Linked DNA regions of Sus scrofa: regions 1, 2, 3, 4, 5 and 7 are each linked to region 6. The links are chromatin contacts, called in public HiChIP or PLAC-seq maps. All regions are on one chromosome and are shown on one strand. The core of a region is the stretch at or near the end of the contact, and the rest is flanking DNA. Distances in the headings are between cores, read along the strand shown.

Region 1 (3,357 bases), core at 252-2,751, 380 kb before region 6:
TGAACAAACACATTATCACAGATCTTTACGAGCTTTTCAAAGAAACCTGTTGTTGATTTTCTTCAGCACTCAGCAGCTTGCTATGAATATCCTAACTGAATATGCTGCCAAGAAGTGAACACAAGACACACCTAAAATAGAGGCTCTGGCAAAGGTCTGGTGAGACGGGAGAGCTCACCACTCAGAGGCGACTAACACCAAGGCGACAGGCAGTCCTGCCGCTTGATGTGACCCAGCCACATTTCTACTTTCCCGCATAGAGAACCTCAAGCAGCGTATCATTTAACAAAAAATCCTTTAATTCTGATTTGGGCAAGGAAAGAGACACGAACCACGAGAGCTGCAAACCCGCGCATAGGACACACTCGGGCGTGTTTATGTAACACTGGGATCCTCTGAGTCACAGGAGACGTGAAAAACAGCCGTGCTGTGCATGGCAGTGAGAAGAACCTGAGCAGCCTACACCAGGCTGCCGTGCAGAGTTGCTGAGGCAGCAGCAGCCCTTGCAAAATAAGAAGGGACACAGCTGGTACATCAAGAGGTACCCTGAGGTCACCAGCGGCATCTCCCAGGGCTGCTCATGAGATGTGGGGGAAAGTGCTCCCAGAAACCACATGGAAACGAAACCTACGTCTCCTTGTTAACCAGCATTATTGAACAATTTTGGCCACAGGTTCCCTCCTAGAGGGAAAGTTCACAGGAACCCCCTCATTGTGACTTTTTTTAGTCTCCTCTGTTAAAAGCCTTCATACACTTGGCCTCACCAAGGGACCTTGACAATGGCCTCACCTCTGCTGACTGTGAAATACCCAGCTGAGCCGCTCTCTCTTTTTCTGACCCTGGCTGTCACCACAGCTCAGCCGGGAGGTTCATCATGATCCCTAAGTCTCTTCCCTCAGAGGAGTTAACACCCCCGAATACGTAGAATCATTATTTTTATGTGGAGAGATCACAGATCGATTATGCATACTCTTTACTTAGTTACTTTCCTGTGCTTTCTTGGTTTTCCATGATTTTTGTGGCATTTTTACCTCTGAAAAAAGAAACCATATATTTTGCCATCCCTCAATGGCATAAATAGCCCCCTTGTCAAAAAGCCTCAAGAACCAGCCCCGTGAGCCTGGGTCACAAGCAACCTTCAAGACTTTGCGGGAGCATCTGCGTTTTGAGTAGGTAGAAATGTTACAAAATGCTGCATTTTTGCTCTTAAAACATCTCCCTTGACTTAAATAGCATGATGGATAGCACCCAAATGAGGTTTTTCTTCCCCAGAAGTTTCTCCCAGAATAGAAACTGCCCACAGTATTTTTCTTGGGAATAGATTTGTATGGGAGTGTTCGCTGTTGACATTTTTAAGCTGATGCACCCTGTTATGCAAAGTTGAGCAGAAAAGGCAAGGTTCCAGTTGCCACTTTCGTTTTGTGACCTGAACGTTGCCAACTAGGGTAAACACACATTCACTAGTCAAATGCATTCGACACTTAGATTCTTAGCGTGTACATTCCTGAAATGCCAGCAGCTCACATGCTGGCCTGGTTGGTTTGGCGTTCTGGTTTCAAAGCTGAGGCAAGTGGCCCAAATCCTTTTCTTATCCTTCTTTGCGGCCCTGGAGGCCCAGCAAAAGGAAAATCCTGACAGTGTTCTTTAGGTGAGGATAAGGTTTCAGATGCTCCAATTTCTCTAGAGGGCCACTGCTCCATGGAGGAAAAATAGCCAACCAAAAATTCAGCAGCTGCCCCCCCTGAAAATCCAGGTTCTGGGGTTTGGGTCTTAAAACACAGCACCTGTTGCAAATAAGCAGGTGCAATCAGACTGCAGCTGTGGGATACTGTCATGTAGCCGGCTTGTATCAACATACACAGGGGTCCTTGTCAGTCTGACACATGAGGATAGGGCAGTAAAAGAATTTTGATACAGCTCCTGCCACCCCAGCAGAGAGGAACCAGGCAGAATTTATCAGGCTCCCTGCAAGCCATGAGAGGAAAACATTTATTTGTCTCAGTCAACCAGATTCTCAGTTGTCTTGTTGCTGGGTTTCTATGGCAACGATGTTCATTGTAAGTGCAGAACAGTTACCAATTCAATCTCTGGACTGCATCCCCATTGGAGGCTGCAAGTCTATCCTTCCCACTTTCCTTTGGCATCAGTGACTAGAAGGAAAGGAATGCATCCTGGAATGAAATAGCTAAGCATTTAGGCACTTGGCATTTTCCATCTCTCCCAGCAAGGAGCATACAAATCAAAGGGTTCTGAATGGGGGTGGGGGGGCAAGGAAGTTGGTATTGGACCCAAACCAATGGTAATAACCCAGATGTTCAGCTTGTCTTGGGATCCAGAGTAATTATTTTTATCCTTTCCACCATTGTCAGAACTTTGGTTAGATAATTCCGAATGAAAAAGTTCTACTAAAGAATTTCTTCTGTAACAGAGTCTTGGAGCCACTTCCGAGTGTGTTGCAAGAAAACCCAGGGCTGTTTTGCAAAGATGGATCATCTCTGTGAAGGATAAAAGCCTGTATTTTAAGTATCTCCTCTGCTGCTTGAATGCAGACATAGAAAACCCTACAGCGTGGCCCCAGGGTCAGAAAGAACCACTAGGCAAGACCCTGCAAAAAATGATCCCAACCACAGCCCACCAGGTTCACAAGTAATGAAAAACACGTAGTGATACCCTGATACCTGGATGTCAGGGTTTCACTCTGCTGCCTGGGACCCTCCAGAGAGGTGCCCATTCCTTTGGCTTCTAGATTATCAGAAATATGCAACCCAGAGCAAATGACAGGGCAGCCTTGTCATTCTTACACAGGCCTATCCTTATTATTGTTACTATGATTTCATTAATAGTAACACTAAAAAGGCTCTGAATTTTTTCCTTTTTACAGCCGAACCTGCAGCATCTGGAATCGACCAGGTTAGGGGTAAAATCACAGCTGCGGTTGCAGCCTACACCACAGCCATGGCAACACCAGATCCAAGCCACATTTGCAACCTAGGCTGCAGCTCGCAGCAACTCCAGATCCTTAACCTACTGAGCGAGGCCAGCAATTGAAACTAACCTCATGGAGACTATGTCAGATCCTTAACCCACTGAGCCACAACAGGAACTCTAAGTCTCTGACTTTTAATTAAATTATTCCTTCTTCCCTGTGCACACTCAGCTCCATACAGGAAAATGAGGTATTTTATTACCTTTTTAAGTCTCTATTTTAATTTACATTGGTTAAGCCAAATTGAAGCCAAACTCAACCCATCAGAACATCCGGGGGAAGGGGATGGTTCCCTTCCAGTAACTCAGTGGTGGAAAAACGGGGAGGTTGCACTCAACCCCCTTCTGACATAACCCATATTTGGCCCAGGC
Region 2 (3,213 bases), core at 270-2,769, 270 kb before region 6:
TGAAACTCAAATGAGTGTGAAAGGTATTGGCCAAATCATCGGCCTGACCTAGCACTTGCAATAAGGATCCTGACCAACCTTCTTCCCACTAAGGAGAAGACACCCTGCTCTCTCCCCAAACCCAGTTTCACGGTGTCTTTAGGGCTTGGTTCCACCCCAAAGGAAAACCAGGGCCTGGGAGACACAGTGCTCCTCCCTCCCTGACCTATAGCATCGTTAGGTTTGAGCCGTCCTGACCCTTCTTGACCCTGGGTGGGATCAGCTTTCCTAAGGATGCTCTTCCATTTCTAGGGAGCCTGGGACACCCCGCCGCAATACCAACATTCCCCCCACCCAAAGTCCACTCACTGGCACAGCTGCACTCCTGAAAATCAATTTCCAGGAACTGCCTCGGGCATCCCATAATTCCCCAAAGTGCAACTGCAAAATAAACTCTGATATGCCCTGGTTCCAGGAGCCTGGGGGCATGTCCTTGCGACACAGGAGGAAGAGGAGAGGGCTGGCCAGGGAAGCAGCTCCCCCGGCTGGTGTCGACATTCAGCCTCCTGGAAGTGGGCTGTGGATGTCGTCCAGGCAGGACACCTGAGTCCTGAGGGCCTCCCGTTACTTCTCCAGAAGGTCCCATAGAAGTGAGGCTGTGAACGAGCCTTCCAACATCAGAGACCTGAGTGGCATCACTGGTTCTTATCCTTCCCAGATGAGGAAGAGCAGGAAAGCCTCACTGTCCACATTTGTAAAATGCACTTAGTAAAACTGACTTCATATACCTCCCAAGAAAATCAGCAGCAACAAAACATGGAAGTGCTTAGCACAGGTGCCCAGCACATGGGAGATAAGTCAATACCAAACATATATGAAACCTGGGGAACAGGATGACAGGGGCAAACAGGCAAAAAAAAAAAAAAATACTGAAGAATAAAGGGAAAAGAAAGAAGTATATTTTCTAAATGGTTTAGGATTTTTTTTTCTTTTTTGCTTTTTTTAGGGTCGTACCCACAGCATATGGAAGTTCCCAGGCTAGGGCTTGAATCAGAGCTGTAGCCTCAGACCTATGCCACAGCCACAGCAACATCAGGTCTGAGCCATGTCTGCAACCCACACCACCACAGCACATGGCAGCGCCAGATCCTTAACCCGCTGAGTGAGGCCGGGGACCAAACTCTCGTCTTCATGGATGCTAGTCAGATTCATTTCTGCTGAGCCACAACGGGAACTCCAGGAATACTCTTTTCAAAAGTTCTAGCAGGGCGAAGTAAAAGCAAATAGTTGGTTTTGTCCCCAAGGCTGACACCCACACATAAATATGCAGAGACTATGTAGTTGGATGATTGTTTCCATAGTAACAGGATGCAGGCAACATTCTGGTACTCTGCCATAAAGTTTGTCCACCACACCGATTCAAAAGATCAACCTGAGAAATATTTTCGGTCTCAGCTGCTTAGATTGACTCTCTCCTAGTTTAGAGGACCACATGGTAAGCCTATTTTAAGACACGGTTTGGCCTGATAATGAGTGGGACCAAATGTTCCCACCAAGAGTACCAGGAGTGTGCTGGGCCACCTCACATGCATTCCTCAGATAGCTTCGTTTCTACCCTGCTCCTTCACAGGTAAAATACCTCATCTTCCGAGACCAAGCCATGACCACATAGTTAAGTTTAGCATGAATGTGTGAATGCAAAGTGCTTCTATTATTAAGCTGTCACAAGAGAGAAATATTTCTCCGGTGACATCTAGGAGCTCCCGGCATCCAGGGACTCCTTTCTCCAAATCCTTTCCAAATAGGGAGCTGGGAGCACTCTAAAACTGAACAAAGGGGACCCCAAAGAATCTGTGGATTTGAAACCATTCAACACATACTCGAAATATCTTTTGCCTTTGGTATTCAGAAAGCACTGTGAACTCTGAAGTATGAAGATCTCATGACCACAGAAAGTGAAAGCATGCCAACTGCACTGAAATCCCTCAGGCTCCCAGGCTGAGCATGCTTTTGGAAACTGCAATCATACCTTCTATCCACTCATGTCTTCTCAGGGCACTTGATCATTTTCAGCTTTTAAAAGAACCATGATGCCATCTCAGAAATGCTCACTCACTGGGGAACACAGGGTATGTTTCTTTTCTAGGATGACATATTTAAACGTTTCAAGAGTCACGAATGGCCTGAAAATTCAGAGAAAGTGAAACAGTCTGATACCTAGCATTTATTGAGGGCTAACTATGTTCTGGGCATTGGTTTGGGATTATTTTACTTGATCTCACCATTGTTCCATGATAAAGGATGGCTATCAATTTCATTTTTCATTCATTCCTTCAAAATTAACAACTATTGGAATTCCTGTTGTGGCTCGGAGGTAAGGAACCCACCTAGTATCCATGAGGATGCAAGTTAGATCTCTGGTCTTGCTCAGGGGCTTAAGGATCCGGTGTTGCCATGAGCTGTGGGGTGGGTTGCAGGTGTGGCTTGGATCCCGAGTTGCTGAGGCTGTGGCGTAGACCGGCAGCTGTAGTTCCGATTCAACCCCAGCCTGAAAACTTCCATATGCTGTGGATGCAGCCCCAAAAAATACAAAGCAAAAACAAAAACTATTAGTTAAGCATCTACTGTGCCCCAGACATCATGCTTAGCTGCTAGGCTGACGGCAGGGAACGGGACCATGTCCCTTCGCAGGCAGAGTTGATAATCAAATGGTGGAGACAGATCACAGCAAAAATCGCCCAGCTGTACTCACATCAGGTAGCGCTAAGTTCCTCAAAGAAAGATGAAGGGAGGTTAAGGGTTCAGATGAAGGGAGCAGGGTCAGGAGCAACTTCTAAGAGGAGCTGACATCTGAGCATCAATGTGCGTGGAGGGCAGAGGTGGCCAATCAAAATTCGAGGAAAAGCTCTCCATGCACGGGAAACATAGGGGGTGGCTGGGAGTGGAGGGCAGGGATCTAAAGGCAGCGGGCCATTGACCTCGCAGAGGTAGATGGGGTCCTAGTGTCAAAATCTGAGGGGAATGCATTACATCTTAGGTTTTAAGTTCCACAGGAAACGAATGGACGGTTAAGTGTATTCTGCTATCTCCTATTCCATCCCATTTCACATTTTATTTTTTTATTTTTAATTTTATTTTTATTAAAGTATAGTTGATTTACAGTATTGTGCCAATTTCTGCTGTACAGCAAAATGATCAGTCACACATACACACACACACACACACACACATACA
Region 3 (3,230 bases), core at 170-2,669, 360 kb before region 6:
TTCTCAGGAGGGTGGGACTTGGGAGCAGACTGTGGGCTATTTAGGGGCAGGAAAATGAGTCTAGAAGGTGATGCAATATCTCATTCTCTTGGCTCTGTGGACACCTCATTCCATGCACACCTGGAGCAAAGGTCTTCCTTGCCCAATTAGAGGGGTGGTAGAACCCTGCAAGAGAGAAGAATTGCAAGCAAATCTGAATAGTTCCTGAACTATGGTATATGCCAAAGCATGTTCAATTAGCTCACATGTATTACCACGGTTTGGAGGAACCTAGGAAAACCTCCATAAAATCCATTTAGTTAGGTCTTAAAGGATGGACAGACCTGAGAAGGAAGACAGAGTCTCCCAGGCAAGATAGTATCTGAGCAGTCTGGCCAGAATGGGCATGGTCAGAAAGGAACTTGGAGTCTGGAATACAGATGGCAAAGGAAGGTCGGAGAAGGTAGTAGACAGTCTTGATTGCTAAACTAGAAGAGTGCTATGATCAGAACTGGGTGTCCCCAAAAAGAGACATTGAAGTCCTAACCCCCAGTACCTCAGAGAGTGACCATCCTTGGAATCAGGGTCTTTGCCGATGCAGTCAAGTTCGGATGAAATCATTAAGGTAGGCCCTAATTCAACACTACTGATGTCCTCATACAAAGGATAAATTTGGACACAGAGACAGACACACAGAGAAAGAGCAGCCCATGTGTGGTGCTGAAGGCACAGAGCAGGGTGATGCATCCACAAGCCAAGGAACAACAAAGGTTGCCTGCAAACCACCAGAATCTGAGTGAGAGGGCTGGAAAAGATTATCCCTCATGTTCTTTAAAAAAAAAAAAAAACAAACAAACAAAAAAAACAAACAAAACAAAACAAAACAAAAAAACAAGCCTGCTGACACCTTCATCTTGGAGTTCCAGCCTCCAGACCTAGGGGACTATAAAAATGTTTTATTTAATCTGTGGTTATAGCAGCCTGTGGTTATAGCACAGTCTGTGGTTATAGCAGCCTGAGCACACTCATAGAGGGAGCTTGTGTTCTGCAGAGAGTGGAGAGCCGTGGCATATTTTGGAGCCAGGATGTAACATGATCAAAGCCATGTTCTGGGAAGATTAATGTAGCAGGTGTGAAGCGTGGCAGGTGATAGAAGGAGTGCGGTGGGTGTTAGCTCTGATGTTCGGTGGCTCTCTTAGCAGTTCTTGCAGGCTAATGAACGTGCAGTGGCCAGCGCAGTTCTCATCTGGTCGTTGTTCTCCATCACGATTTGTTCTCCATCACGATGGTAAACTCCCTAAGATGGGCAGAGCTGGCACTGATGATTCATGCAGCAAAATGAGAAAGCGTTACAGTGCCGAGTGGCTCACCACATCATCCATCTGCTTAGCCTATCTATCACCTTCTCTGTGGATTTGGTGATAAGTGATCCAAACCCATCCATTGTGCCAGCCACCGAGGAGGGTCTCTTACCTCATTTGCCTGCTCATCATTCTCCCTTTACCTCTGTGGATCTCTCCCACTGTCAGTCCCCCCCCACACACACACAACACACAACGCACTCTTTTCATACGCATATCTCTTCACTTCTACTTTCTTTTATTTTTCAACTTGAAAAAATGAGTGCTGGGTACGAACAGGATTCCTGGGCTTCAGATAACCCTCATGTGACTGGAGGTTGTTTGGCACTCAGATGTGCACTTTTACAAATTGAAACTGAACTCAAAATTCTCCAAGTTCAGTTCAAAGTGCTGTCAACATAAGAATAAATAAAAAGACTAATTTTTGCTCCGTGTCTACATTTGCCATTATTTTGCATAACATCAAAAAATGTAAGAGAGAAAGTAGGACAAAGCTTAACTCTGGTAAGAGTTCATTCCATATACAGTGAGAATTTGTACTTTGGTTCTCTGCCTTTGGAATTTAAAGGGCAAAGCTGTCATTCCTCACACCACTGACAGATTCCAGTGATGTGTCAAAGCTGAGGCTTCAGCAGATGTGAGCAGGCTTTAATCGCAAGTGTTTCAACTGTTTTAACAAATAGTTACAGATGATAAAATGCCAGCCGGGGTATGAGATAGTAAGAGTGTTTGTGCTTTAAGGCGTAAAGCTATTATAGCTCTATTGTCAGAGCACCAAAGGCAATGAGGGAGGGTGACTCAGAAAATAAAGATTCTGAATAATCCTGACATCAGAGACAGCTGACAGGAAAATGCCTTTGATTACGGGAGACACTTCGGGAAAGTATCAGTTGTTTGCTACCCTTGCCAGAATTGCAAATGATCTTGAAAAGACCAATTTTGGTGGAGCCATGTGAGGGCAAAGGAAATGATGCTAAGTGGAGGGGAGAAAGTGTCTTAAGAAGTGGTGCTGTGAAATGACAAAGAGAATTGAAGAAATAATGAAGGGAACATGGTGTTGAGAAAGGCAGTTTTTAAAGTGGGTAACATTAGACCTTCTATTTTACCACTTCAAGTGAAGTGTGGAAGCCTCGCTCCCACTGAGGTCCTTTTACCTCCTCTGTTTTTATCTTTATCCTGAGGATCAGGTGGTGTGTCATGCCTGCTTCGCTCATCAAATATGACTTTAGAGACTCCTGAGCTCGTGAACATGAGATGGGTCTCCATTTATTTAAAGGATGCTTAATACAATCTTCTGGTTATTTCCCTAAAGTTCTTGCCTGGTTTTGTTAGACTTAGTTTTCATCGCCACAATTACTGACATTTTAAGAGCGTATTTTATAATCACGGGTAGGGAAATATAAAAGGTAGGTGATTTCTGAGTATTCATTTGTATCTAGCACCCTTACTGAATTTTCTTACGGAAGTTATAAAAAGGTGTGTCTATAACTACATTCTCCGCATTTCATTTGTAATCACATAATCTATGAAAAGTGAGAGTTTTATCTTTTCTTTTCAATCCCCCCCATTTTTTTTTTTTTTTTTTTTTAGGGCCATACCTGTAGCATATGGAAGTTCCCAGGCTAGGGATTGAATCCAAAGCTGCAGCTGCCAGCCTACACCACGGCCACAGCAATGTGAGGTCCAAGCCGTGTCTTCGGCCTACACCACAGCTCATGGCAATGCCAGATCCTTTACCCACTGAGCAAGGCCAGGGATTGAACCAATATCCTCATGGATACTAGTCAGATACATTTCCTCTGAGCCAAAACAGGAACTCCTCCAATCCTTATATTTTAATTTATTCTTCCCATCTAGAGGCTTTTTAACAAATTAAGGAAGTTCCCTTCT
Region 4 (3,519 bases), core at 700-3,199, 290 kb before region 6:
GCAATCATTCTATTGCAAGAGGGCAATGAAAGGACAACTTGGCCTTTGCAGCCCAACTCTGCATTTGGAAACCAGTAAGTACAGTGGTTATTTAAGGTCGCTGTCTTGAGAAGACAGGGCTGGTATGCCAGAGGCACCCTTTGTTGTAGAGAATGAGGATGAAGAGACATGTGCTTGATTTCTTCCTCCCTCTGAGAGGCCAAACTAGAGGTCCAAGTACGCTTGTCTTCTTGTTCTCAGACCTCATCCCTGCCATCCAGAGGGACGGCTTGGTGGAAGTGGGCCAGGTTCTTTCACTCTCTCTCTCATCTGTTCACCAAGGATGTTTCACGAATGACTGTCCAGCTTCTGGAAGTTTACATAGGAGACTCCAGGCCATCTCTGCCCCAGTGATACTTCCACCCCCCGCCCCCAGAGTTAGTCTGCTCAGGCTGCCATAACAAAATACCACAAACCTCGAGGCATAAACAACAGAAGTTATTTCTCATAGTAGTGGAGGCTGGAAGGTCAAGGTCAAGGTGTCCCCAGGGTCAGTTTCTGGTGAGAGCTCTCTTTCTGGCTCGCAGATGGCCGTCTTCTAGCTGTTCGCTCACATGGCAGAGAGAGAGCTTTGCTGGCTCTTCTTCTTCTCTAAGTTACCAGTCTTAGCAACTCAGGACCCCACTCTTATTACCTCATGTAACATTAATTACTTCCTAAAAAATCTTGTCTTCAGGAGTTCCCCTTGTGGCTCAGTGGTAACAAACGCGACTCATGTCCACGAGGATGCGGGTTCCATCACTGGCCTCACTCAGTGGGCTAAGGATCTGGTGTTGCAGTGAGCTGTGGTGTAGGTCGCAGACATGGTTTGAATCCCATGTTGCTGTGGCTGTGGTGTAGGTTGGCAGCTGCAGCTCTGCTTTCACCCTTAGCCTGGGAACTTCTATGTGCTACAGGCACCACCCTCAAAAGCAAAACAAAAAAAAAAAAAAATCTTGTCTTCAGATACAGTCACACTGGGAGTTCAGCTTCAACATTTGAATTGGAGGAGGCACATTCAGTCCACAGCAGTGGTCCCGTGATCTGCTCTGTTTCACACTGTTGCCCATACCCCCTTGCTCTGCTCCCCCAACGTGGGCTTCTCAGACCATACACTCTCCCCAGGTCTCTTTCCTTTCTCTCTGGTCCTTCTGAAGTTTCCATCCTGGACACTGGTCATCCTCCCTGCCTGCTGTCTCCTTGTGTCACTCTCCACCCGACCCCAGATGAGCTAATCCTTGCACACGGCTTTATGGATGACGGGTTCCCGGTTCCTAGAGGGAGTGATGAGCTTGGAAGCCAGACAAACGTCAGCTTGAACCCGGACCTGCCACCACCTAACTCTGCAGTCTGGGGCATGTCACACCCCTACATCCAGTGCCTGTACCAGTAAGATGGGTAGAGCTTACCCTCCTATCATCCAGCCCAGACTCCGTCCCTGCCATCCCACCTGCCATGTCCCCAAATCCTGGGGCTGCTTCTTTCTATTTTATTTCCTAGATATTTGGTTTTGCCATCATTCCCTTGCTTTTTTTTCTAATGTTTTACTACAAACATACATATTTTTAAAAGTATACATTGTTTTACTTTTGCACACTTTTGTACTTGGAAAGAGATGGTGTTACAATAGTTTGCTTTCTTCTGTGATACTGCAGCACTGGGGTGGATGGATGGGGTGTCCACACTGGAACAGGACCAGAGGGAAGGATGTGTGCTAAGGGGTGAGGTAAAGGCAGGGCCCAGGTCCGCGTGGTGTTTGGATGCAGTCCATGCAGGGTGGTGCTGGACTTAACACAGGCATGGTCTTTCTGAGCCCCACATCCTATGAGAGAGGCATTAACCCTCACTCATTTATTCACACCACAGTATGTGGTGGCACCTGCCACGGGCCAAGTGCCACTCTATGATCAGGGCACAGAGCTGTCAATGAGGTGTGCAGGACTCAAACTGGGGGCTCTTCCAGCTGGAGGGTCCTGCTGTGAACCTACCGGCTGCACTTCAGAATCGTTGCCAAAGGCTAGTGTGTCACTGTAGATAGATCACATGACAGCAGCCTAACAGGAGATTCTCATTTAAAAACTCTGAAATATGGACCTCCGTGTCTTTAGTGGAGAAGCGTGCAGCCTTCCTACCTCTGTGCATGCTACCCTGAGGAAAACAGCAAACCCCTGTGCTGGCAAAATCAGCCCTTTGGATGGGACCCAGGGTGAGGCTCCCAATAGGAACTAGTGCTGGCACCACCATGGCAGAGTAGACCTGGCAGGGGTCACTGTGAGCCATGCACTTAGCTTGGGCCACCTGGGGCAGGAGGCAGAGGGAATCCAACTTGGAATTCATGCTATCGTCCTACTGCCAGCTCCTACCAAATAAAAGAAAAAAAAAATTAAAGAAGGAATTTGCACATTGCGTGAGAACCTTGCCTGCACTGATAATTCTGGCTTTCTTCCCCCTTATTTAGAAAAAGAAGAGAATTCTTTCCCAAAAAAGTCCATGAATTTTCCAAACAGCCTTAGGACAAGAACCTGTTCCGTGAGCTCTTTCCTTTATGCAATGCCTGGAAGAATTCAACAGTGGAAGGAGCAGCCACACCCAGCCACTTGGTCTTGTGGAAAGAAAATTCAGAAGGAATGAGGTCACCTCCTGATTTGGCCTGGCCTGGGTGGAGCCACCAAGAACAATCATCGAGGTGGACGGCCCCCTTGTGAGCCGCTCCCTCCTTGTGTAGATCTTGCAGATGTTATGGAGAAGCTGCCTAGAGCGCAGTATAAACACGGATACAGCCCATGAGCAGTACGCGCTCAGATCAAAAAGTAAATGGTGGAGTTCCCGTCGTGGCGCAGTGGTTAACGAATCCGACTAGGAACCATGAGGTTGCGGGTTCGATCCCTGCCCTTGCTCAGTGGGTTAATGATCCGGCGTTGCCGTGAGCTGTGGTGTAGGTTGCAGACGCGGCTCGGATCCCGCGTTGCTGTGGCTCTGGCGTAGGCCGTGGCTACAGCTCCGATTCAACCCCTAGCCTGGGAACCTCCATATGCCTGGGAGCGGCCCAAAGAAATAGAAAAAAGACAAAAAAAAAAAAAAAAAAAGTAAATGGTAAGAGAGGCTTCCTAAACATGGCAGGAAACCCAGGAGCCATGGAGGGAAAAAATTCACAACTTTTTTTTTTTTAATTTAAAGACTTAATAATTGAAAGAATTGAATATTTTCATAATTCTTTATACCAAAAACCACAATAAATAAAATATTTTTAAAAAGCTGGACTGAAAACTCCTTTTGCACACTGAAGAGAAAGAAAAGAATTGGTAGTGTAGTAACTCACTCCTACAATTAATAAGGGGGTCAAGAACCATCTGCAAATTCACAAAAGCCGTGCAAATGACCCATTAAAGACACTAACCATCGCATACAAGGGGTATTAAATTTGCAGTATCTGGGAAAGTTCAAATTGAAACAATAGTGAGGTATCTTTTTTAGTTAACCCAATTGGCAATTTTTTTTTCA
Region 5 (3,248 bases), core at 369-2,868, 460 kb before region 6:
CAGAGTTGCCCATTCAATACGCCATCGAGAACAAAAATGGATCCTGTGTACATATAAAAATATCAATAATAAAATACCAATAGCCTTGTTGATAATATTACAAGGCACAGTTATCCTGTGGTAGTTAAAAATCCAGTGTAAATTTGAAAAAAAAAAATCCGATGTAAATTTGCAGATGTAGAGCTTTATGCCAGAGTCAGTGACAGGAACCGGAGGCTGGCAGATTGCAGCCCCGGGGCCAAATCTGCTGCTGCCTGTTTGAACATGGCTTGTGAGCTAAGAATGACTTTTGGATTTTTAAATGAATGAAAAAATATGCAATAATATTTTAAATATTATTTTATTTTAATATTATTTTATTATTTTAATCTATTTTAATTTTATTGATTTATTTTAAATATTATTTCTTATAATAAAATTTTAAATATTTTAAATAATAAAAATACTTTTAAAAAATATTTAATTGAATGAAAAAAGAAAAACAATTTCATGACAAATTAAAAAAGGGCATGCAAGTCAAATATCAGTGTCCTTAAGTAAAATTTTGTGGGAATCTGGAAATGGCCACTCATTATGGATTATTTGTGGCTGCCGCCAGGCTACACAGGTGAAGCTGAATCATTGCAACAGAGAAGGTATGGCTCACCAAGCTGAAGGTACTATCTGGCCCCTTCCAGAATGAAATTTGCTGCCCTCTGATGCAGACCACTCCTCAATCTTGACTGGACAATAGGACAACTTTGAGAGTATTTAAAATCTCAGGACTTCCAGACTGAGCTTTATTTCCATGTCTTGGTAAGGGTTACCAAACTGATTGATCTGGAAGCCTGAGCCAGGTGGTTTCAGGAGCTCTCAGAGGGCTTTACTTCCTTGTGAATTTATAATGTCAAGTGGTCCAACCTTCTCCCTGTGACTTTCAGATATTTCCTCTGGCTTGGATTCTTACTACAAGAATGTCTTAGAAACCACACACACACACACACTCACACACATGTGTATACACACATATATACACACAATGCACAGTTCTCTCTCACACGCATATGTATGCACATACACATACACACACCCATAGAGATGATTTTCAGAGCTCAAAAGAGTGGGAAGTAGATTCTATTAATTCAAGAGTCCTTATCCAAATAACACATGTATCTTTTCCCTAAATGGAACCTATCTGGCCCTCGTTTTAAAAAAAAATCAGCAGCTCCTCTTGGATGCAGATATCAGCTTTTCAGATCTCAACGTGGTTTTTTCTTGGATCTGCTTTTTCTACAGCTGAACCTCTGGGTGGCAGCAGAAACTCATGGTTGAGAGTCTTCTTATAGAGTGTGTGTGTGTGTGTGTGTGTGTGTGTGTGTGTGTGTGTGTATCTGTGCGTGAGGCACAACTACTTTAGATGACCAGCTGCCCCAGAAGTGCCTCTTCAAGGCTTTCTTTTCAAGGCAGACCTGTTTGGGGAAGAAGACCCCCGTTCTGCGCTGCTCACCTGGAGGAAGAGATAATCACCCAGACCTTGTGTCCCCCTGCTGACCAGGGCCAGGAACGTGGGGACCACTGTGCACCAGGAGTCCCCAGCAGCGCCTGCCAGCCGGCTCCAGCCTAGGGCTCAAGTGCTGCTACTCAGGTCACCGCTAGGGGGCAGGCGCTTCCTAGAACGCACCTTCTTTCCGTGGAAACTTTCCTCTTTTGCTGCTTTTCCCCACTGGGTCCTTTGCCTTCTCTCATCCACACTGGCCAAGGGGGCTGTATGTCCTGCCTTTTAAATCTGTCTTTGTGGATTCCCGCTGACTGGGAGAGGGGGGTGACCGCACACATGCAGCAGCCCCTCCCCCTACCTCGGGTGTGCGCCCCATTCTTTCCAGTTCCTTTATTCACCTGCCCTCAGCCTTGACCCCCTCTGGTTGTAATAATCATCCATTGCTTTGCTGATCTTCTTCTGAAGCGACAATGGAAAACTCTGGCCCCGCCTTTTTACTGGGACCTGTGATAAGAATGTTATGGGAAAAGGAATAATTAAATGAATTAAATTAACAATGATTAAATTCTCCCAGATTAAAATACCGCTGGGTTTGCACACAAACAAAAGCTTGGATGGTACACAGGTCCCAAGCGAGAAGGCCTGGCACCCCAGTAGGCTTTACTTACTTACTAACTAGCCTCTCTGAGCCCCGCTTTTCTCATCTGCAAAATGGGGCCACGTTGTTTCCCCGGCTATTAGGAGATTAAGTGAGGAAGGAAGGCTTGGTAAACTAAAGCCACAAATGCCGTTCCTGGGCACGCTGACAATGAGTTTCCATACGGATGGTGCCCACCATCTCTGAGCTGCAGCCCCAGGTCCTGACTGAGAACTGGCTCTGCTCATCCTCACCTCCATTAGCCCTAGGAGCTCGGCCCGCTTTCTAGAAGCCCTGGGTCTTTCTGCCCGTGGCACCATCAAAAAGTGAATGAGATTTCCTGTTGTGGCTCAGTGGTAATGAACTTGACGAGTATCTATGAAGTCGCAGGTTCCATCCCAGGCTTCGATCAGTGGGTTAAGAACTGCTGTGAGCTGTGGTGTAGGTGGCAGATGTGGCTCGGATCCTGTGTTGCTATGGCTGTGGCGTAGGCCGGCAGCTACAGCTCTGATTGGATCCCTAGTCTGGGAACCTCCATACGCTGTGGGTGTGGCCCTAAAAAGACCAAAAAAAAAAAAAAAAAAAAAAAAAAGAAAGAAACGAGTGAAACGCAGTGGACAGGTGAAAACCCCTGGCTCCACCACTGGCTGTCCTTCATGCTCCTGGCTGCTGGGTCCCTGGGGTTGCTGTAGGTGAACCACACAGAAGGCGACTCTGGCAGAACTGGGTGTCAGCCCCGGACCGTGTTCTGATGGGAACACGGAGAAATTTGCCCCGGGGTGGCCTCCACATCCGTCCTGCTGCCTTTGTTTATTTGGGAGCCCAGGAGACGGGTCCTGGGCTCGCTCACCCACATTCTGGGCCAGGGCCACTGTACCCACATGCTGCCCTTTTACCTCGGAACAGGCCTTCTGGTGCCAGTGTTCCTTCCATTGTGAAAGATGCCAACTTCTCAGCCCTGGGGATGCAGCTTTCTTCACTCCCCAGCCTGACCCAGAGCCAGGGCGGGAAAGAGGGGCTCTGAGACACCCCATTCTGCTCCCAGGGAACATGACCTTGGTCCTTAATTATTTGAGTCACCTTCAGTCTCTAGGTATCCAGTTTCCTTTTCCCAAGGCTCAGGCTGCAGGTGAG
Region 6 (3,370 bases), core at 585-3,084:
AAAGTGCCCACCTGCTTCTCGTGCACTTTCTCAGCACAGGCCACTGGTGGTGAGGGATCCTGCCCACCAGTGACCTCCTGCTCTCCTCCAGGAGCCCCGAGCCTGCCAGAAGGATTGGAAAGGAGACGGATGTGTGTCTCCAGTGCCAAGAAAGAAGGAAGGAAGGGAAGACGGCAGGCTGTATGGATGGGGAACTAGGACAATAAAAGCAAACTACCCCTTAACATGGAGATAAAAATACCCGCGGTACAGGAGGTCCTGCCAGCAGAGGGCTGTGGGGCAGTGTGAGGACACAGGCAGGTCACCCCAGTCAGCCAGGGAGCTGGATCTGGCTCCCCCTCCTTCTCGCTCCGATGATTTCCCTCCCTCTCGTCTGGCTCCTTGGTTCCTGCAGATATCCGAGAAGTCCAGTTGGGATCTACAATTCCTGGCAGCATGTTGCACTCAGTCTTGTAAACAATTCCTAGACCAGCTTCAGAAGCGCCACGAAGCCGAGCCCGGGGATTCTTGCTTCAATGGTCTTTCAACAACAGCAAATGTGGACGAATGTGTAATTTCAGTTGCTCTCTGGCTTATGACACAGAAGTTCTGTGAGCCTCTCAGAGCTGCAGAGCTGCTCCATCCACGTGTCTGTGGCCTCGCTCTTTGCCAGGAAGATGGTGGGACGCCCCGTGGCTACCTGGGAACCCTCTCTCCTTTCAATTTCTGATAAAAAGGAAATGCCAACTCATCATGTGCCCAAAGTACTTCAATCCCCTTCATGTTCAGCTGCCTGTGGCCCAGCTTTCTCACCCTCCTCGGTACGTGTCTTTCCCGGGGGCTTCTCTGCCTCCTGAGTTCATTTGGTGTTGTTCCCTGGAACCCCAGCAGACCCTCCTTCCATGAAAATTCCCATGGTGGCTGTGTTAATAAATGCTCATTTAGAAGTTCCCATTGTGGCTCAGCGGGTTAAGAACCCAACTAATATCCATGAGGATGCGGGTTTGATCCCTGGCCCCTCATTGGTTAAGGATCCAGCATTGCCATGAGCCGTGATGTAGGTTGCAGACATGGTTCAGATCCCGAGTTGCTGTGGTTGTGCAGCTCCAATTCGACCCCTGGCCTAGGAACTTCCATTTGCCACAGGTGCAGCCCTAAAAAGAAAAAAATGAAAAAAAGAAATATTTGTTTCCCTGACAGTGAATGATGAAACACAGTCCTACAGAACAGCTTCCCAGAGCCCCCTCCCATAAAAGCAGGCCCTGGGGTGGTCAAGAGGGGGAAAGGTGAACCAAGGTGAGACTGCCTCCAGGGGTCAGCCTGATGGCCATGTAGACATGATTTCCACAGGGTGGGGGTGGGCTGGGATTGGGAGTCCCTGGGTGAAGCTGCGGGCTCAGGTTCAACATGCAATAGAAAATCAGCATTGCTCACATTCCAGGCCGGGGAGAGGGAGCCAGCCTTTACCAGGAGTCCACTCTGGACAACGTCACGCCAGGCTCCCTTCACATCTCTGCTCGGTCAGCCTCTGCAGCACTCCCACAAGAGATGTCTGAGTGGGCTCAGTGGGCAGAGGAGACAGGGAGAGGCTAGGGACCAGGATATGGCCCTGGGCAAGGGCGGGGAGTGGAGGTGAGCTTGCTAGGTAGAGATTGGCCTTCCAGCAAGTTCCGCCTGCAGCAGATCCCAACCAGAGAGTTTTCCTTCTGCCTTGCCCACCCACCAGCTGGCTCTGGAGAGCCTCTGCCCCCTGCAGATCCGCTAACGGAAGGCAGCTTCCGTCTTGCTGAGGCTGAGCTTGTCAGCCAGGCAGCACAAGCAGTGCAGGCGCTGGAATCTGCTCTCTGCGCCAGATCTTGTCCCCGGAGCAAAGGATACAGGCTCCTGGAGAACCCTGAGAGCTCAAGTTCTCCTCACTGACTGCTAACTTGTGCAAGGCCAGGCACGAGAATGGAAGTCACCAACTGGGAGCTTAGAACAGAACATTCTGTGCACTGGCTGTCCGTCCATCACCTCGCCCCGGTATTCCAGAAGGCGCAATGTTCCCATAGTATAATCATTTAGTGGAAACCAAGCGTTCCGGCCATTACTTTTTCTGTACTAGCTTGTTTATTTGAAGCAATTTGCAACCCTGAGAAAAAGAATAATAAGGCAAGAGCTGGGGACAGAGAATTCTTGTAGGAAAGAGTTGGGATGCACAGTTATCCTGCGGGAAAGGCAGAGATCCTTTGGATCCTTCAGCTTTTGAAATAGGGGGTCTCTCTGCATTTTTATGGGACTGATGTCAGCTTCCAAGGGAAGGAGAAAAATGTTTGGGGAGAGGGCTGCAAGCAATGGGATTTTGTGCAGCTAGTGGCTCGATGGTGACAGTCAGAGGAAGAGAGGGCACATCGCAGAAAGTACAGCCTGGGGGACTGAAATAAAATCGAGAGAAGCACTGTCAGTCTGTTTTCCAAAGCTTGCAGTTTTAAAAACAAACTGTGGAACATGTTTGAAAGACTCTTGGGGTTCCCACTGTGGTGCAGTGGAAACAAAGCCGACTAGTATCCATGGGGATGCAGTTCCGATCTCTGGTCCCACTTAGTGGATTAAAGACACGGCATTGCTGTGGCTGCAGGGTAGACCAGAAGCTACAGCTCTGATTCAGCCTCAAGCCTGGGAACTTCCATATGCCACAGGTGCAGCCCTAAAAAGCAAAAAAAATAAAAGACTCTTGTACTTAGGACATGGTTACGCCCTTGAGCCTGGGGCAATTTTCTCGTGGCAACTTCACCCTCTTAAAGGGAGCTTTCTTTTTATTCTTGCATCTTTGGCCGTCTGTGTTGGAGGTCCAGCAAGGTCAAAGATTGGGCCTCACGATTGAGTGATAGAAATATGTGTGTGCATGTCTGTGTGTGCATGTGTATGAGTGTGTGTGTGTGTGTGTGTGTGTGTGTGTGTGTGTGTGTGTATGTGTTGAAGGAAGCCACTGATAGAACAGATTATTGTGGGACCAAATAAAATTGGAATCCTATAACAGGGAGACCTTAAGAGCTCATGAGCTTTTTGTAGGAGCAAAAAAGGCTTCTGGCTCATTCCCAGCGGCACTGAGTTACTGAGGCCAGCAACCCACCCCAGGCTCAGGTCTGGAATCAATCGGTGCCTCAGCCACCTCTGAGCCCACAGGTACTGAGTGAGGTCAGAGTTCTTGAAAATATGGACATCAACGCTCAGAGAGGTATTGAGAGTCCTAAGGTCACAGCTGAAAAGGGGTCAAGGGTCAGGAATTCAAAGGCAGGCCCCCCCCAACTCCCCCACCCCCAGGTTCCTAACCCAGAGCCTGGTCTCATGCCTAATAGAACCTGGGACCAGCTCCCGCCTCATCATGCAGCTGGACCCCTGCCCTTTCTAC
Region 7 (3,143 bases), core at 309-2,808, 310 kb before region 6:
AGTGGCAGACAATTGAAACCATGCAATGACAATGGTAGCCATTGTCTTGTTTAGTGGAACATTAGCCTCCCCAGCCTGTTCTAACTGCCCTCCTAACTTGTCCTCTGTGCCCCTCCCCCCAACTCAAGTCTATGCCCAAGCAGTCACACCATGGGCTCCTCCTAAGAGCATCTGGTTTTTTACCTCACTACTTAGAAATATCTGCTACATCCACATTGCCAAAAAGGCAGATCATGCCCCCTGATCTGCAGGACATTCTGCAAAAAAAAAGTTCATTGCTAAGCTTGGGAGAGGCCGGTGGCCACTGGCCACTCCAAACCCTCCTCCTTGACTTCCACCAGCTTTACCGCTCTCTCCACTCTCAAACCGCCGGCCAGCATCCTCTGATCTCTGCACTGCCCACCAGCCTGCTATCTTTCCTTCCTTTCCTGTCCATCCTCCCCCATGGCACCACTTGCTTTTGGATGCCTACATCCAATGGCTTGGCTTTTATTGTCATTCCCTCCAAGAAGTGTGGGGATTTCCTTCGTGACCAGCCTGTATCCTGTTTCATGTTATCTCTGGCTCTTCAGTTGTTTCCGGTTCTGCTTCCTGCTTTCTCTGGGGCCAAATACCTTTCTTTATTTTTCCTTTATTTAGAAATGTCTGGCTTCTGAACCCTTGGGTTTGCTAGAAAGCTGACTTCCAGACGATCAGCGGGGGGGTGGGGGGGAATGATAATAATATCTTGAATGTATCTGGTTTCTCTCTCTTAGAAGCTCGCGTGCATTCCATACATGTGATCTCATTAGCCTCCCAGCATCTCTGCAAACTAGGGAAGTGACAGGTGTTTACAGGGAGGGCACCGGCCTTAAGTAAGCTCTGCTCAATCATAGGGTGAGTCACAAGGACTTAAATAGAAACTGCTTTAGTTGCAATTCACTTCTTTTTCTCCTTAGTTGATTGGCAAAGTGTTATAGCTTTATATATTTTAACCAACAAATGGATGTTTATCCCACCCAGGTAAGCATATTCCAAAATCTCTGGTGGCTCACCCACTGGGACCAGATAAAGTCAGCATTCTTTTGCCTGGTAGAGTTGGTTCCCCATGTAGGAGCTCTTTGGTCCATGCCAGGCCTACCCACTTTTGTCAGCCCTTCACCCTCCCCCCTTGAATTGCATGGAATTTTCAGGGCTTGTTGATGCTTCTAGATGTACCACCCTCAGCTTGGGAGTGTGGCAAACCTCAGCCCAAATGCTACGTATGACTTTTCTCTTCCAGATTCATTCTCCTTGGTGCCTTCTATCTCTGTATATGTTCCCCAGAAAATCACAATCATTTTATTTGATTATAATTCTTTCTGTCTATGGTTTTAGTTATTCAGCTGAGAGCAGAGAACATGCCTTTTCATCTATATTTCCAGCTGGAGTGGTGTTCCACTAGAGCTGTGCCCCAAAGTACTTATGCACTCAAAGCCGCCATGATTTCTGAATCAGAAATTTGGAAAGAGAGGGGTCAGAGTCAGGTGTCAACCAAAAGCTCACTGGGCTGGCCATTCTTGAAGGCTCATTCACATGGCTGGCAGATGATGGTGGCTGTTGGTGACAGCTGAGCAGAGCTGTCAACTAAAGTCTGTACTCATGGCCTCTTTGGCATGGTGATTTGAGACCATCAAACTTCCCTCATGGACCCTGGCTTCCTGTAGAGCCAGGGTCCCTGAAGAACCAGGCAGAAGGCATGGCTTTGCTGGTCTCACTGTGGAAGTCACACAGCGTCACTTCCACCACATACTATTGATTACAAGTGAGTCATGAAGCCAGTTCAGATAAAGGTGAGAATTAGACTCAACCTGGGAATAGGGGAGTGTTAAGCTCACCTTGCAGAAGAGCACATAGGAGCTATTGTTTCAGAATTCTTTAGAAAATACAACCTATAACAAGTGGCATGTGCTCCATAGATGATACTGAATGACCATAAATGAAGCAGATCTCCACCTTTATGACTCAGAATGAACTTATAACTGTGGTGACAACACTTCCAAAAGGTGCTCAGGCAGCAATCCCAAGGCTTGCTCCTTGAACTTTCATCCATAGCCCCCAGAATCTTGTTAAAAACGGAGATTTCAGTGTCCCCATCCAATTGAAATCTCTGAGGGTAGGATCAAATGTGTATATTTTAAGCAAGCCCTCAACCCTGGAAAATTCTAGAGAACAGTACAGAAAAGATGGAGAAAAGAATCTGTAAGGGGTTCTAAAAGATAGCCCACATAAAACATCCCTCCAGAACTCAGTGATTGGAAACAACAACCATGTCTTATCTCACTGTTCCTGTGGATCAGGATTCAGGGCATGGCTTTGTGAGCTGTCTCTGACCCAGGATCTCATACAGGCTGTAGTTGGGGTGTTGGTTGGGCTGCAGTCAGCTCAAAGTTGGCTTTGGGAAAGAGCAGCTTCTGAGGTTGCCCACATGGCTGCTGGCAGGTCCAGAGAACAAGTTGTGAAGACCAAGAGAGACCCAGATAAAAGTCACCATCTTTTTACAACCTAATCTCAGAAGTGAAATCCCAACCCTTTTGCCTTATCCTATTTGTCAGAACCAAGCTGCAGGCCCCGCCCACATTCGAGGAGTGGGAACCACACAGGAGTGTGTGTACCAGAAGGTGAGGGTTCCTGGGCCATCCTAGAGGCTGTCTGTCACAAGTTGCAGAGGTGGGGATTGAGTGCAGACCATCAAGAAGTCAGTTGTAGGAAACTAGAGGGATGAACAAAGCATGGCTTCACTAAGTGCACATTGATCAGTTCTAACAAAGCGCTGAGGACTGAAGCAACTGCCCCAACAGCCTCAACTTATAGGGAAGCCTTGAGTGTGTTTTTTAGAAGTGAGGGCTTGAATAGGCTGAGAAGAGAGAGAAGAAAAGAGAGGAGTTTCATTCGTTTTAGTAGGACTGTTTCTCAGATCATAGGTGGGCAGGTTATTAAAATGAAAATATCGCATCAACTTGTTAGAAATACGACCCAACAGCTCTTTGGTCAGGAGGAGGCCATCATACACTAAAATTGGTGGTCAGGTACCCCATCCACCAGATTCTAAAATAGATCCCATGAGGAACTTGCTGCTACAGGATAGTATAGTAAAGCGAAGCCAATCTCAAACTTAACCCAAC

What was found. HiChIP or PLAC-seq counts read pairs in DNA pulled down with a chosen protein or histone mark.
Region 1: a contact with region 6 is called in an H3K27ac HiChIP or PLAC-seq map of skeletal muscle. The contact joins two enhancer-like sites. A contact is called at or near these places in 2 of 47 Hi-C or Micro-C datasets (both in skeletal muscle) and 1 of 2 datasets of contacts at active chromatin or transcription factors (skeletal muscle).
Region 2: a contact with region 6 is called in an H3K27ac HiChIP or PLAC-seq map of skeletal muscle. The contact joins two enhancer-like sites. A contact is called at or near these places in 3 of 47 Hi-C or Micro-C datasets (heart right ventricle, psoas muscle and skeletal muscle) and 1 of 2 datasets of contacts at active chromatin or transcription factors (skeletal muscle).
Region 3: a contact with region 6 is called in an H3K27ac HiChIP or PLAC-seq map of skeletal muscle, with 3 times the contacts expected there. The contact joins two enhancer-like sites. A contact is called at or near these places in 1 of 47 Hi-C or Micro-C datasets (embryonic fibroblasts) and 1 of 2 datasets of contacts at active chromatin or transcription factors (skeletal muscle).
Region 4: a contact with region 6 is called in an H3K27ac HiChIP or PLAC-seq map of skeletal muscle. The contact joins two enhancer-like sites. A contact is called at or near these places in 1 of 47 Hi-C or Micro-C datasets (omental adipose tissue) and 1 of 2 datasets of contacts at active chromatin or transcription factors (skeletal muscle).
Region 5: a contact with region 6 is called in an H3K27ac HiChIP or PLAC-seq map of skeletal muscle. The contact joins two enhancer-like sites. A contact is called at or near these places in 2 of 47 Hi-C or Micro-C datasets (fibroblasts and skeletal muscle) and 1 of 2 datasets of contacts at active chromatin or transcription factors (skeletal muscle).
Region 7: a contact with region 6 is called in an H3K27ac HiChIP or PLAC-seq map of skeletal muscle. The contact joins two enhancer-like sites. A contact is called at or near these places in 3 of 47 Hi-C or Micro-C datasets (liver and skeletal muscle) and 1 of 2 datasets of contacts at active chromatin or transcription factors (skeletal muscle).

Annotation. Positions count from the first base shown.
Region 1 is chr14:1,558,200-1,561,556 of Sscrofa11.1, reverse strand. The region is part of intron 4 of LOC106505879 (a long non-coding RNA gene); the gene reads right to left. Among named protein-coding and RNA genes, the nearest start is that of GADD45G, 390 kb to the right of the region's middle. Within about 2 kb of position 1,501, at least 28 of the 83 cell types and tissues checked have an H3K27ac peak or open chromatin away from gene starts, as enhancers often do. A contact at or near this core is called in skeletal muscle, where this site is marked.
Region 2 is chr14:1,447,422-1,450,634 of Sscrofa11.1, reverse strand. It overlaps LOC106505879 (a long non-coding RNA gene), which reads right to left. Exons shown (of 6, transcript XR_002338446.1): 2 at 2,009-2,162. Among named protein-coding and RNA genes, the nearest start is that of GADD45G, 280 kb to the right of the region's middle. Within about 2 kb of position 1,519, at least 4 of the 83 cell types and tissues checked have an H3K27ac peak or open chromatin away from gene starts, as enhancers often do. A contact at or near this core is called in skeletal muscle, where this site is marked.
Region 3 is chr14:1,538,365-1,541,594 of Sscrofa11.1, reverse strand. All of the region lies in intron 3 of LOC106505879 (a long non-coding RNA gene), which reads right to left. Among named protein-coding and RNA genes, the nearest start is that of GADD45G, 370 kb to the right of the region's middle. Within about 2 kb of position 1,419, at least 5 of the 83 cell types and tissues checked have an H3K27ac peak or open chromatin away from gene starts, as enhancers often do. A contact at or near this core is called in skeletal muscle, where this site is marked.
Region 4 is chr14:1,466,896-1,470,414 of Sscrofa11.1, reverse strand. All of the region lies in intron 2 of LOC106505879 (a long non-coding RNA gene), which reads right to left. Among named protein-coding and RNA genes, the nearest start is that of GADD45G, 300 kb to the right of the region's middle. Within about 2 kb of position 1,949, at least 8 of the 83 cell types and tissues checked have an H3K27ac peak or open chromatin away from gene starts, as enhancers often do. A contact at or near this core is called in skeletal muscle, where this site is marked.
Region 5 is chr14:1,644,266-1,647,513 of Sscrofa11.1, reverse strand. No RefSeq gene overlaps it. Among named protein-coding and RNA genes, the nearest start is that of DIRAS2, 320 kb to the left of the region's middle. Within about 2 kb of position 1,618, at least 10 of the 83 cell types and tissues checked have an H3K27ac peak or open chromatin away from gene starts, as enhancers often do. A contact at or near this core is called in skeletal muscle, where this site is marked.
Region 6 is chr14:1,180,090-1,183,459 of Sscrofa11.1, reverse strand. No RefSeq gene overlaps it. Among named protein-coding and RNA genes, the nearest start is that of GADD45G, 16 kb to the right of the region's middle. Within about 2 kb of position 1,834, at least 11 of the 83 cell types and tissues checked have an H3K27ac peak or open chromatin away from gene starts, as enhancers often do. A contact at or near this core is called in skeletal muscle, where this site is marked.
Region 7 is chr14:1,490,721-1,493,863 of Sscrofa11.1, reverse strand. All of the region lies in intron 2 of LOC106505879 (a long non-coding RNA gene), which reads right to left. Among named protein-coding and RNA genes, the nearest start is that of GADD45G, 330 kb to the right of the region's middle. Within about 2 kb of position 1,558, at least 3 of the 83 cell types and tissues checked have an H3K27ac peak or open chromatin away from gene starts, as enhancers often do. A contact at or near this core is called in skeletal muscle, where this site is marked.